2 separate regions of the Zea mays genome follow, and region 1 is linked to region 2. Evidence: chromatin contacts called from public Hi-C data. All regions are on one chromosome and are shown on one strand. The core of a region is the stretch at or near the end of the contact, and the rest is flanking DNA. Distances in the headings are between cores, read along the strand shown.

Region 1 (3,212 bases), core at 338-2,837, 440 kb after region 2:
TGCTTTCAAGCAGCATACGTCCTTTATCACACTTCATTTGTCGTATTTCAAGGAATGGCTTTGGCCGTACTCCACTTGAAGGTGCATAGAACAACCATTTGAATACCTCGCTGCTCTTGTTGAAGCAAATCGTCACGTCTTGCTGTTCTGAATCTTCACAAAATGTCACCGCATGCAGAGAATCGTCACTCTCCAATGCTTCATCACTGAGTTTCTGATCCAATACTGACTGAAGTCGTGGCAGGACTGCCCTTGGGTGCCTGGTGCACATGTGTGACAATAGCAAACCAGTGTACATGAACTTCTTGCAATGACAAAGGGGGCAAATCCAGAACCTCCAAGACTCGTGCTCCTTGACAAAGCTCCGCACATCAGACATAGCGAACGCATGCGACGGATCAACCTTGTTGTACTCATGCTGCAGCACATCGAGCCTGACCTGTAGGAAGCTGTGACGCTGCCTCTCACTGCTCATGGAGTCCCAGTAATCGCTGGCCAGCATCACGATCTTGTTGATCAGCTCGTGGAACTCGCAGGCCACCGAAACCAGCCTGACGCCACGGTTTTCCCCGCTGATTGACCCAACCGGGATGCAGTCGTCTTGCGGGTCATTGGGCTCCACCATTTCCAGCGCGCGGCGGCACTCCGTCTCGGCTGCGTCGTACTCACCCAGGACGAAGAGGAGCTTGGCGTGGAAGGAGGCGAACACGGGCGATTTGGGGTAGTCCCGCGCCACTCGCTCGGTGATGACGAGGGTGCGGCGCAGGAACAGGCGCTTGTCGATGGCCGCGTCGAGGCTGCGCACGAACTCCAGGTCCATGTACGCCGCGAGGTACTGCGCGCGCCCCAGGTCGGGGAACACCTCGGCGATGCCCTTGGCCTGCTTGCGCCCCTCCGCCGCGCCGAGCTGCATGCCGGCTTCGAGCACCCGGTGGATCGCGATCGGAAGGAGCTGCTCCGTCTTCATGCGGCTGTAGGAGGCGCGGGCCCGCGCCCTGACCTCCTCCACCCTCACGCTCATGAAGTCCGGGTCGCGGTCATGCTCGTGGCCCCCGGACATGCACATGCCGTAGGCCGCGTTGTGGAGTGCCGGGTCGGTAGGCTGCGGGGTGTGCTGCGCGCGCTTGTACTCGCACTCGGCCTCCCTGAACATCCAGGAGGCCGCGAAGGCGTCGCCGAGCGCGTCGGCAATGTCGATGCAGTCGGGGGCGAGGCGGCGCGCCGCGGCAAACGCTTCGCGGGCGACGTGGAGGTGCGGCGCTGCCGCGGCCAACCCGGCCTTCCGAGTGCCTTCTTCGAGGCACGCGCGGGCGGCGGCACCGTAGGAGAGGTCGCCCAGGAGGCGGTGCGTGATCGCCATGTCCTGATGCGCGAGCATGAGGTCGCGGGCGCGGGTGAGCGCCTCGTGGGTGTGGCCGTCGTGATCGAGGCGCAGCACCTCCCAGGCCGCGGCGCGGACGGCCTCCGTGTCCGCTTCGGCGTCGGTCATCGCGGTCGGAAGGCGGCGAGGGGTGCTCGTGGTCTCGTGGAAATGCCGCGGTGAGGTGGCCAGGTGGGTTCTCCGGGCGGCGGAGCGGGGGGTTTGTTTGGGGGTTCTTGGGAGGCGGTACGGTGGAGCGGGTTTTATAGTGACGTCGTGGAAGAGGACGGTGGGGCCAGGCGGGCGGTGGCCGCCGCGGTGTGGTGTGCCGTGTGCACAGTTTGCTGCGGACTGCGGTGCCGTGTAGTTGCTGATGAGATTTGGGGGAGGTCGATGTTGAATTGTTGATGTTGATGTTGAGGAAGGGGGTTCGGTTTGGTGTCGAAGTGTGATTTTATTAGATCCTGTTCGGTTATTATCTTCTAAAATTTAAGTCATTTTTAGTTAGATCATCTCCAAGAGGAGATAATTGCATATTTAGGACTTTAAACATTGTGCTTCGCACAAATGCCATTCGAAAGATTTTCTTCGTAAAAAAGAGACTATAAATATATTCTAATTGATTATACTACCATTTAACGTGTATTGTTCCTTTTTATAATTTGTTTCCATGTATTTATCATCTAAAAGTCAAAATTGCCCCTACCTTTCCCTGGGTTCCTACTTTCCTTCGTTCAGCTTGAGCGTACTTTCCTTCGTTCAGCTTGAGCGATCCCGTGCAAGAGAGCGATGTCAAGTTCCAGTAATTCGTTTGGTATTTTCTTTATTGAGCATTTGTTGGTCATTGGATTCGAACAGCTCGACAGCGAACAACTCACCTGCACGCGAACAGCTCGACACGTACAGTAGCATGGGGACTCCCTGCCCGGCGCGGTGGCTGCCCTGCCCGGCGCGGCGCGGTGACGGCCCTGCCCGGCGCGGTGGCGGCCCTGTCCGTCGCGTCCACAGCCGCGGTGGCTGCCCTGCCCGGCGCGTCCACAGCCGTGGCGGCGCGGTGGCGGCCCTGCCCGCGGTAGGCGTGGTTGCCACAGAGGAGCAGTCCGAAGGAGATCTCGCGAGAGAAGAGCCGAGAGAACGCAGAGGAGAGGAACCAGGAGATAGAGACGGACGAAGAAACCCAAAGAGAGGCCAGGGCAATTTTGACTCTTAAATGATAAATACATGAAAATAAATTATAAAAGGAACAATATACATTAAATGGTAGTATAATCAATTAGAATATATTTATAGTCCCTTTTTTACGAAGAAAATCTTTCGAATGGCATTTGTGCGAAGCGCAATGTTTAGAGTCCCAAATATACAATTATCTCCTCCAAGAGTAAGAGACAAACTAGAGGGCGCAGACAACCATTTGAGTCTAAGACTGAAAAATACATACACGATGACTCCAACAATACAACCAATCCAATTAATATCTTGTTCGGTTATTCCCATTACACATGGATTGGATGTAATTGAAAAAAATTAAGAAAGAGTTTAACTTGTTTGGGATTTAAACTCACTCAGGCCTTGTTCGTTTGTGTCGGATTGGTGGGTCAGAACGATTTCTAACCGGATTGCTTCTCTAATTTATATAAACTTTGATTAGCTGGAACGATTCTGGGTGCAATCCGACGTAAACGAACGAGACCTCAATCGTATTCAATCCACATGGATTGAAAGCTAACCGAACAAGCTCTGGGTATCCCGAGAACAGTTGGTTCACGCGTTTACCGTGAGTTCCGCTGCAATCGCCACCATTCCAAAAATATTTATTAATCGGTGTAAAAACTTGACCTGCGGGGGGTAAGAC
Region 2 (3,130 bases), core at 298-2,797:
AAACAGGCCCTAATTCGTGCAGACTAGCTACTCACTCGAGCACAGTGCCATAGTATAGTATTCCGCCGTATGATTCGCTCCACGGATCACGGAGGCATGGTCCGACACGCGGCGACAGCGTACGCATATAGTAATAATATACAAGTACAAATACGATGTATAATCGTATAGCCGTACATACTATATAGCTACAGTAGCGAAACGCCCTGCATACGAAACTGCTGTGCGTGTGGAACCAAAAAAAAAAATCCAGAGAGGTGACTCGATCGATCGATCGTGGATCAAGATCGACGATCAGTTCCTCCGCTTCTGTGCCCACGGCGAGTGGCGGTCGTTGGCGCCGGAGCCAGGGTAGTCCTCCACCAGCTCCAGCTCCGTCCTCTTCCTCCCGACGGGCGCCGCCTCCGCAGCTACGGCGCCGCCGGCGGCCTCCTGAATGACGTACGAGAACGATGAAGTTGTCACTCCGATCCAGTAGAGTGTATTTAACTATTATTATACAGCTAGATCGATGAATTAGCCACCACCTGATGGTGTTGTGCGCCCGGCGACGACGACGGCGGCGGAGCCGCCACTCGGGTATCCTGCTGCTGCGCCGCCACCTCCAGTCCTGCTCGACGATCAGATTGTTTATAAGGTGCATGCGTGAGAAACTGGCTAATTAAGTAGCTACAGAAATCCTGGGAGCGAGACAACGACGACAACCACACCATACTTACCAGGAGGAAACGAGGCGTCGTCGGCGGCAGCAGCGGCACCTGTCGTCGGCGCGTGGATCATGAGGCAGCAGCACAAGGCCAGGGCGACGGCGACCACCGCCAGGCGTAGCCTCGCCATCTAGCTAGCTAGCCCTAGCTAGCTATAGCTCGCTCTGTCCGATCCGATCCGATCCGATCGATCCTACAGGCTTTCTTGAACAAACAAACAGTGTAGCTGCAGTCGTCCTTGCGCTAGAGCTGCTGCGGGCCACTCAGTCACTATGTTCGAGTACTGACTGCATCGATCGTCCAATATAATGGGGCCGGCCGGGTGGTCCGCTTGCATGGAGCTGGATGGATCCGGCGGCCCTAGCTCGGTCGGCGCGGCTATTTTTATAGCGACTTTGCTGTGGACAAATAAATTGTAGCTTATTTTTTTGCGGGACCTAGCCGTCGACAATGACTGTAGCTGCTATAGTGTCAATTGAGGCTTCTCAAGCAGCATCCACGCACGCACGATCATGATGAGTATCTGTAGCCCATCATCGCTATATATTTTAGCTCGGAAGAAGTGCTTGCTTACCACGCGCGCGGGGCGGGACGAGCTTTTCTATACGATCGACCTAGAAAAAGTATAACAACGAAGCATGGGTTGGTTAATTAGTTGTTTCTTCCTTTCCTTGCGCATTGGCAGGGGATCCGATCGAAAGACGCATGCAGGCGGCCGGTGATCGAGAACGACGACGGTGAGATCTGGGAGAGAAGACTGAATGAGATAAAAAACAAGCTGGAACACATTGGGGACGATCAGGACGAGGTCTCTGTCTCTTTCTTATCCACCAACCCACTACACAGCCCGCGCGTACCGGCTAGCTCTGAAAGAATATCGCACATATATATAGTGGATGCAGCACTCAAACAGCAGATAGGTTGTGCCCCTCCACGTACGGAACCTAATTTATTTACATTAACTTATCTCTCAACAAGTAAATTAAAACAGTACGTCCTTGTATACACACACACACACTGAATTGCAGCAGTAGTTCTGAAAGAGTTGATCGAGGCTTAAACAAGTGCTGCATGTAGTGCAGTGGTGTGCCCACTGATGAATTAATTGCGTCTACAGCTTTTGATGACTCACACAGCCCTCACAGTCACAGGCACTAGCAAGAGCATGCAACATATCTTGTGTGCATACTACTTCGTCTAGCAGCAGCAGCAGCAGCAATGGATTGTTTTAGACTTGGTCCAGACGTGAGAGCGAGACAGTCTCCGACTCTCCGTGTGCTATGAGGTCGTCATTTCTCTGAAAAAACAAGGATGAGTTGACGACAGACCTTGGCCGAGTTGACACACGCGCTTTCTTTGCCGCTCGAGCTGTAACAAGCAGGCAGTCGGCACTCGGCAGACGACGCTCTCATTCTCGTGAGCGAAATAAAAAAAAATGAATGGCAAGGTGATGTCGGCCGGCCAGGACGAGACAAGCATCCAGACGACGTAAAGAGAGTATGCAAATAAGAAATAACACTGCAAGGATCAGGTCAATCTTTACCCTTGCTTCTACACTTTGTTTTCAGGTCTCCAAGTCTTCTTGCGACAAAAATACCACCTCAGTAGTTTGTCAGGTCCGGTCCATAGACCGTAGCCTTATTGCATTGGTCCATCTTAACAAACAAGTACGGGTCTCCCTAAAATTTCTTGACAAATTGTTTCCCAGGGGTACGTCCATGAAATATCCATACACGTATTTCAATTAGGACGATATATGGGAAAGTACATAGGAATGGAAAATTATATACATTCAGAACATCACCAAAGGCCTATATGGGAAAGTTCTCCCATTCAAAATAAAGTCGCTAAAAACAGTTCCAAACATGTTTTCAATTTCCAACACGAGAAAGCCGGCTTTGAGAAAAGATGCTCGTTAGAATAAGGTCTTTGGTTTGGCTTCTGGTTTTTGGAAGGTAGAAGCCATGACCAAAAGTCAAACAGAACACATCCTAATAAGTTAACTATCTCTGTAAATTCTATTTAGGCTTGCAGTTTTTATAAGAGAACCACCATTATACATTCACTAGGTGTGTGCCCGTGCGTTGCAACGGAAACATATAATACCATTGATAACTTATGTAAGCTGGGGATGAGCATCGACGCATATATTTGACCGGATCTTTTTCTTCCTTGGGGATCTGGGAGTATTGCAACGGGAACATATAATACCATTGGTAACTTATTTATCGATTTAGGTTATTGTTTAGTAATGCTATCAAGATTCAACTAAACAATCATAACAAATATCAAAGTCTGCCATTTCGAACAACCAAATTTTGGCCCAATGTCACTGTTAATCAAAATAGGCAAATCCTAAGTTGGTATTACAGGATATGATGATGTACCATGGTCTACATAGAGGATATGATGATGCCTTTTCT

What was found. Hi-C and Micro-C count contacts between places; a contact is called where the count stands out from the background.
Region 1: a contact with region 2 is called in a Hi-C map of ear, with 2.1 times the contacts expected there. The contact joins the promoter of LOC100278722 here to the promoter of LOC103655060 in region 2. A contact is called at or near these places in 3 of 25 Hi-C or Micro-C datasets (bundle sheath, ear and tassel).

Annotation. Positions count from the first base shown.
Region 1 is chr4:8,459,374-8,462,585 of Zm-B73-REFERENCE-NAM-5.0, forward strand. LOC100278722 reads right to left here and starts at 1,588. Exons shown (of 10, transcript NM_001151906.2): 1 at 1-1,588. The coding sequence starts at 1,489.
Region 2 is chr4:8,017,411-8,020,540 of Zm-B73-REFERENCE-NAM-5.0, forward strand. It overlaps LOC103655060, which reads right to left and starts at 1,548. Exons shown (of 3, transcript XM_020551799.3): 1 at 720-1,548; 2 at 528-610; 3 at 1-432. The coding sequence starts at 837. The coding sequence ends at 295.